Regions from separate parts of the Mus musculus genome. Here region 2 is linked to region 1. Evidence: chromatin contacts called from public Micro-C data. All regions are on one chromosome and are shown on one strand. The core of a region is the stretch at or near the end of the contact, and the rest is flanking DNA. Distances in the headings are between cores, read along the strand shown. Region 1 has its middle 140 kb from the start of Gm31268. Region 2 has its middle 21 kb from the start of Etaa1os.

Region 1 (3,097 bases), core at 481-2,980:
AAAGGGCATGTTTAAGGCAAGAGAATGTGAGTGAGCTGTGGCTGTGGCTGTGGCTGTGGCTGTGGCTCAGTGGTTGAACACTTTCCTGACTCGGGGTTATAACCCCAGCACCAGAAAAAAGGAATCAACTAAACTAGCACAAATCAAAGATCCCACAGGCTTTAGCTCTGATATGATACTATACCCTAATTATCTAGGCCAACACTTATAGAAATAGATGATGAATAAGTAATTTTATTTTTTGGTAGTCATATTAAAAACATGGGGGAAAAAACTACAGGTGAAATTGATTTAATTATTTTTAAATTTAATCCAATTATTACAAATATCTTCTAAGTATGTAATAGGTATAAAAAAAGCTAATTTGCACCCTTCACAGCACAATCCTCCCCTTAAACTCTTTGCTTTTGTATCCATCGATCCAGCATTATTTAAGCACAGCCACAAGTAGCTTGTGGTTACTAGATTACAGGGGAGGTGGAGATGACATCGGTTATACCTCATTGCACACCTTCCTAGTAAACAGATGCCTCAAGAGAGGATTTTTCATTATGATCATTGTCTGAAGAGTAGAGCTTGTAGGCGTAGACTGTTTAAATAGGAGGTGAAATGTCTCTTTAGACAGGCCATGGATTCCAAATTTTCTGGAAGTTACTGGTTTCCAAGCAGGTAGATGCAAGGCATCTAGTTTTTTACCTGTAGAGGGAGCTCTCTCCCCTCTGCTCTCTCTTTAATTTCAATCCCAACCTTGGTTCTTAGAACCCTGCAGTTCTGAGTTCTTTCACCTGGCTTGGTGGAGAGTTTGTGTTTGGCTCCAAACCAGCAGTACTTTCACAATCTGCACACGTTAAAGGCAGCTAAAATGCTAGGACACCAGCCGGGTGGCGGCTTGAATCTGTGATTCCCAGGCAGTCCAGGGAAATGATAAACAAAAGTCTTTTGTGCAATATTAATAAGCTTTAAGCACTCCCCAGTGAGCCTCTTGTCATCCAAGTAAGTCATGTGTATCAAAAGCCCTTATACGTGGAAGTTTGTTTTCATATCTGGCCCACGATGAATGGGAGCCCCCTTTGCCATGTTGTAAAACAAACATTTGTTTATTTTCTGAGCAGAGCTGGCAGTACGACTCAGAAACTGGAGCTGAATGGAGAGCCCCTTTCCAAGGAGGCGCCTTTGAAAACCCTCTGCCGCAGCTTTCCAACTGTCAACTGATCCTGAACTGGGTTTACATTAAGACAATAACAGTGTTTCCTAAATAAATAAGTTAGAGACACCCGTGGGCCTTAATCAAACCCATAAATGGCTTGTAGGGTGGGCCAAAAGGTTTTTTTTTTTTTTTTTTTTTTTTTGCTGTGCAGAGAAATAACGTCTAGTTCATCTTACCATGTATGGGAAGCTTGTGTTTTTGAGACAGAAGGGTTTCTTTATGGTAATTATACTGTTTTTTTTTTTTTTTTTTTTTTTTTTAAACCAACAACAAAAACAAAAACCGCCTGATAGAGCTTTCTCTGGACCTCTGGGACAAAAGAATGTGACACTTTTCTTGGGTGAATGCCACGGTGCCAAGCAGGCATTTTCTAAAGAAGAGAGGTGTGGTCACCCTCCCAGTCGATAATGTAACCCCCTCCTGGCACGTAAAGAAAATAAATGAAAGCTGTAAGATGAACCATCTGCTACTGCGATCTGGCTTCTTTCTTCGTTGACTTGGGGCTTCCGGGAATTCCTTTCACTCCAACAAGTTTCAAGCACAATGGCCTTAGAGGCAGAGGGTGGAAACCAGGAAGCACCACTGAGCGCCGGGAGCTTGGGTTTCTGCGGGTTTTCCCGGAAGGCGGGAATTTCAGCCTCTTACTGGAAGCTGCGTTTCTCCCGTAAAAGACACATTCTAGGGAAAGACTGAAAGCTGAAGAGCTGAAACAACAGTTGCATGTAAATGAAAACAAAAAATTAAATACTACTGCGCATCGTAGGAAGTCTGTAGAGATTCTTTCATACAGGTATCCTCAGCTGTACGGAATCATCATTTGCAACTTTCAGAAACAAAAGCTTGACTATAATATATGTATAATATGACTTTGGTTATAGCACATGCATAATTTTATAACTTACTTTTGGAAGGCTTGGATTTTTTTCATGTGCATTTCCTCAGACTACCATCTAATATTTATAATAATCATTTTTCATTATTATAACTATGTATAATATACAACTAATATTATTACAATGTTATAATAACATAACCAATATTATAACATTGTTTCCACGGATGTACAACTTTCCAAGTAGATGTACTATAATTCACATGTCTGCCTTTTTCTTTCAGGCAACATGGGATGCTTATGATTGCTTTCACAGCACAATTTCTTTCTTGGAGAAATATTAATTGGGATAACCACAAAGTTATTAATACTTAGGGATTTTTAACACACAATATCATATGGTTTCCCAGAAGGACTTGAAAACAAACTGCTTTTCTAACTGCAACCACTCACTACAGTGTAGTCTTCTTAGCTTTCACTTCCTCTTTGCCCTTTCTGTCTGTCTAGAACAATCCCACCACTCACATGTCCTTCTTTAAACACCTTCACATAAGCATTTCATCTATGTGTAAAAGTGGTTCTCGGATACTGTCTCTCTGAGACCTTAGGAGAGTATGCCAAATTCAACCTATTTTTATTATTACAGACAAGAGTGTTTCATTTTGTAGCACATTGCTAATTGCTATGGTTTTGTCTTGTATAAGATGTACTTACTTGTGGGCTAATGCGTAATTTATATTCATTTCTGAACCTTGCAATCATTTGTGCTAATGTGGTAGACACACTTTGAGAAATCTGCCCAGGCCAACAGATTACCGAAACCTATGAATTAACCCCTGTGCTTGGTCATGCGACTCCCTCACTCCTGCCACATCCAACGGGACTGAGATTGAGCGGTGTGTTGGAGGAGTGAGAAGATGACAGGAGAAAGAGAAGGCAGGACCTCCACATAGAAAGCAAAATGGAGATGGGAGAAAAATTGCTTCCTTCATTTCTGAGGATTTTCTAGTTCTTGCTTCCAGTGATTAAGTCTGTCTGGTTACATGTTCTCAAGTGTC
Region 2 (3,370 bases), core at 775-3,274, 510 kb after region 1:
CCTCAGCAACCGAGGGCCTCTCTCTTGCTCTCAGTGTCCTTGCTGGGGTGGCTGGTCCAGGGTTTCTTACTCCTTGGAGGCCATGTAGGCCATGAGGTCCACCACCCTGTTGCTCTAGCAGTATTCATTGTCATACCAGGAAATGAGCTTGACAAAGTTGTCATTGAGAGCAATGCCAGCCGCCCCAGCATCGAAGGTGGAAGAGTGGGAGTTGCTGTTGAAGTTGCAGGAGACAACCTGGTCTTCAGTGTAGCCCAAGATGTCCTTCAGTGGGCCCTCAGATGCCTGCTTCACCTCCTTCTTGATGTCCTCATACTTGGCAGGTTTCTCCAGGCGGCATGTCAGATCCACGACGGACATACTGGGAGGTAGGAACACGGAAGGCCATGCCAGTGAGTTTCCCGTTCAGCTCTGGGATGACCTTGCCCACGGTTTTGGCAGCACCAGTGGATGCAGGGATGATGTTCTGGGCAGGCCCACGGCCATCACGCCACAGCTTTCCGGAGGGGCCATCCACAGTCTTCTGGGTGGCAGTGATGGCATGGACTGTGGTCATGAGCCCTTTCACAATGCCAAAGTTGACATGGATGACCTTGGTCAGGGGGGCAAAGCAGTTGGTGGTGCAGGATGCATTGCTGACAATCTTGAGTGAGTTGTCATATTTCTCGTGGTTCACACCCATCACAAACATGGGGGCATCGGCAGAAGGGGCGGAGATGATGACCCTTTTGGCTCCACCTTTCAAGTGGGCCCTGGCCTTCTCCATGGTGGTGAAGATACCAGTAGACTCCACGACATGCTCAGCACCGGCATCACCCCATTTGATGTTAGCAGGGTCTCGCTCCTGGAAGATGGTGATGGGCTTCCCATTGATGACAAGTTTCCCATTCTCGGCCTTGACTGTGCCGTTGAATTTGCCATGGGTGGAGTCATACTGGAACATGTAGACCATGTAGTTGAAAGGGTCGTTGATGGCAACAATCTCCACTTTTCCATGTGGAGAGCAGATGGCAGCCCTGGTGACCAGGTGCCCAATACGGCCAAATCCGTTCACACTGACCTTCACCATTTTGTCTACGGGACGAGACTGGCACTGCACGAGAAAATGCGGCTGTCTCTGGAACAGGGAGGAGCAGAGCCCATTTTTTTAAACAGTGTAAGAGACAGGAAAGCCATGACCATGACTGCTCCAAGGAAGTGTTGTGTGCCTTTGAACTGTAAATACACACACACACATATATATACACATGAATCATATGTGTATATATGATTGAAATATATATTATATTTATATAAAATATATTTAATATAATTTACATATAATATATAGTATAGGATATATGTATACACTTATATATTAAGATGGTAGCAAAACAATTCCAAGAAAGAATCTGATATTTTGAAAGGAAAATAGCATGAGGATGCAAGTAATAAATAAACATAATAGCACCACTGCCTCAAGAATATAAAGTTACAACTACTTACAGATTCATCCATAGGATTTATTGTTGTCTGTGAGACATCAACTTTGTGTCTCTGTTGAGAGAAAGCATAATAATTTTGGCAGTTTGGAAGTGTATCCAGACTTATCTCTATGGTAATCTTGAGGCTGTAGAAACTCAGATGGGGGGGGGCTGGTGAGATGGCTCAGTGGGTAAGAGCACCCGACTGCTCTTCTGAAGGTCCAGAGTTCAAATCCCAGCAACCACATGGTGGCTCACAACCATCCGTAACAAGATCTGACTCCCTCTTCTGGTGTGTCTGAAGACAGCTACAGTGTACTTACATATAATAATAAATAAATCTTTAAAAAAAAAAAAAAAAAAAAAAAAAAAAAAAAAAAAAAAAAAAAAAAGAAACTCAGATGGGTACCAAAGACCAGCCTCAACTTGGAGAAGGGTTCTGAGGAAGGAGTGTTCAGGAGCAACAAAGTATACAACTCGAAGTCAAATAGGGGGTCCAAGCTGGCAACCTATGTTATTCTTGAGACAGGTTTGCAGATTGCTTTCTCTATGCTCTGTTCTCTCTGGAGATCTCCAGACAACTCTTGTGCCCTTGCCCCACCCTTGAGCAGGCTGCTCAGATCTGGCTTGCCACGGTTGCTAGCCCACCTAGGGCGGAGTCTTCCAACCTAGGTAAAGTCTATTGTCCTGCCTGCCTCTGTTAAGCACAGAGGATAAGCTACCTGGGTGGGACCCTGTCCTGAAATTACCACTTTAACCACACCTGGACCTAACCTTCCACAAAGACCCTGAACTCAGGACTCTGTCTGCCTTTGTAAGCATAAATAAGTAAATAAGTAAATAATAATAATAATAATAATAATAATAATAATAATAATAATAATAATAAAAACTTAGCTGAGCAGGGTCTCCTGCAGCCACCCCTCTCTAGATCTCTTTATCTCCTTCCTTACTATCTTTCTGACAAGTTGGCTCACAACACAGCTGCTTTTGATTCTTCAGATTCATGAAGCCCCTCGTATAATTCATACTGCATCCTTACTTTTTTGAGAAATTATCTATTTTTTATTTGATATTTTCTTCCTTTACATTTCAAATGTTATCTCCTTTCCTGATTTTCCCTCCAAAAACCCCCTATCCCCTTCCCCCTCCCCCTGCTCACCAATTCACTCACTCCTACTTCCTGGCCCTGGCATTCCCCTATACTGATGCATAGAACCTTCACAGGACCAAGGGCCTCTCCTCCTATTGATGACTGGCTAGGCCATCCTCTGCTACATATGCAGCTAGAGCCATGAGTCCCACCATGTGTTTTCTTTGGTTGGTGGCTTAGTCCCAGTGAGCTCTGGGGGTATTGGTTAGTTCATATTTTTGTTCCTCCTATTTTTGAACCCATGCTTTTAGAGTTCTTTTCTACAGCCTTAAGGGTTGCCAGAAGGTCCCAACCTTTACCATTTTGCTGAGACATTAGCCACACTTTTGCCTCCTGAACTTGTGATGTCACTGATTATCATGGAGTCATTAATGTTAATAAGGAGGGCATTCCTCAAAGGAGGAATGTAAAAAAATGTATATTATTATGCAAACATGCCTACACCCACAGCAGACAGAGGCCCACATTTGCTAGCTCTGCCGCATGGGCAGGAACCATGTCATTCTGTCCCTATCAAGATCATGCTGGAACCAGTAGATGAGAGAGATTTTAATCAGGAGAATATTTCTTGAGTTTTATTGGTCTGAGTGACTCTACCTGTGCTATGGTGCCCACAAACATTAGAAGTCCCTTTGCCTTTAGTTGCGGACTCTCAATTTAATGCCTTTTTATTGAGATGCATTCCCCAAGGCTGGCACTGACAAAAATTTCTTCAGCTTTTGTGAATTTTTACCAAAAACTAATCTTTATACAA

The links. Hi-C and Micro-C count contacts between places; a contact is called where the count stands out from the background.
Region 2: a Micro-C map of embryonic stem cells shows a contact between it and region 1, with 5 times the contacts expected there. The contact joins two enhancer-like sites.

The regions. Positions count from the first base shown.
Region 1 is chr11:17,459,396-17,462,492 of GRCm38.p6, forward strand. No RefSeq gene overlaps it. Among named protein-coding and RNA genes, the nearest start is that of Gm31268, 140 kb to the left of the region's middle. Within about 2 kb of position 1,731, at least 50 of the 459 cell types and tissues checked have an H3K27ac peak or open chromatin away from gene starts, as enhancers often do. A contact at or near this core is called in embryonic stem cells, where this site is marked.
Region 2 is chr11:17,973,722-17,977,091 of GRCm38.p6, forward strand. It overlaps the pseudogene Gm12017. Among named protein-coding and RNA genes, the nearest start is that of Etaa1os, 21 kb to the left of the region's middle. Within about 2 kb of position 2,025, at least 3 of the 459 cell types and tissues checked have an H3K27ac peak or open chromatin away from gene starts, as enhancers often do. A contact at or near this core is called in embryonic stem cells, where this site is marked.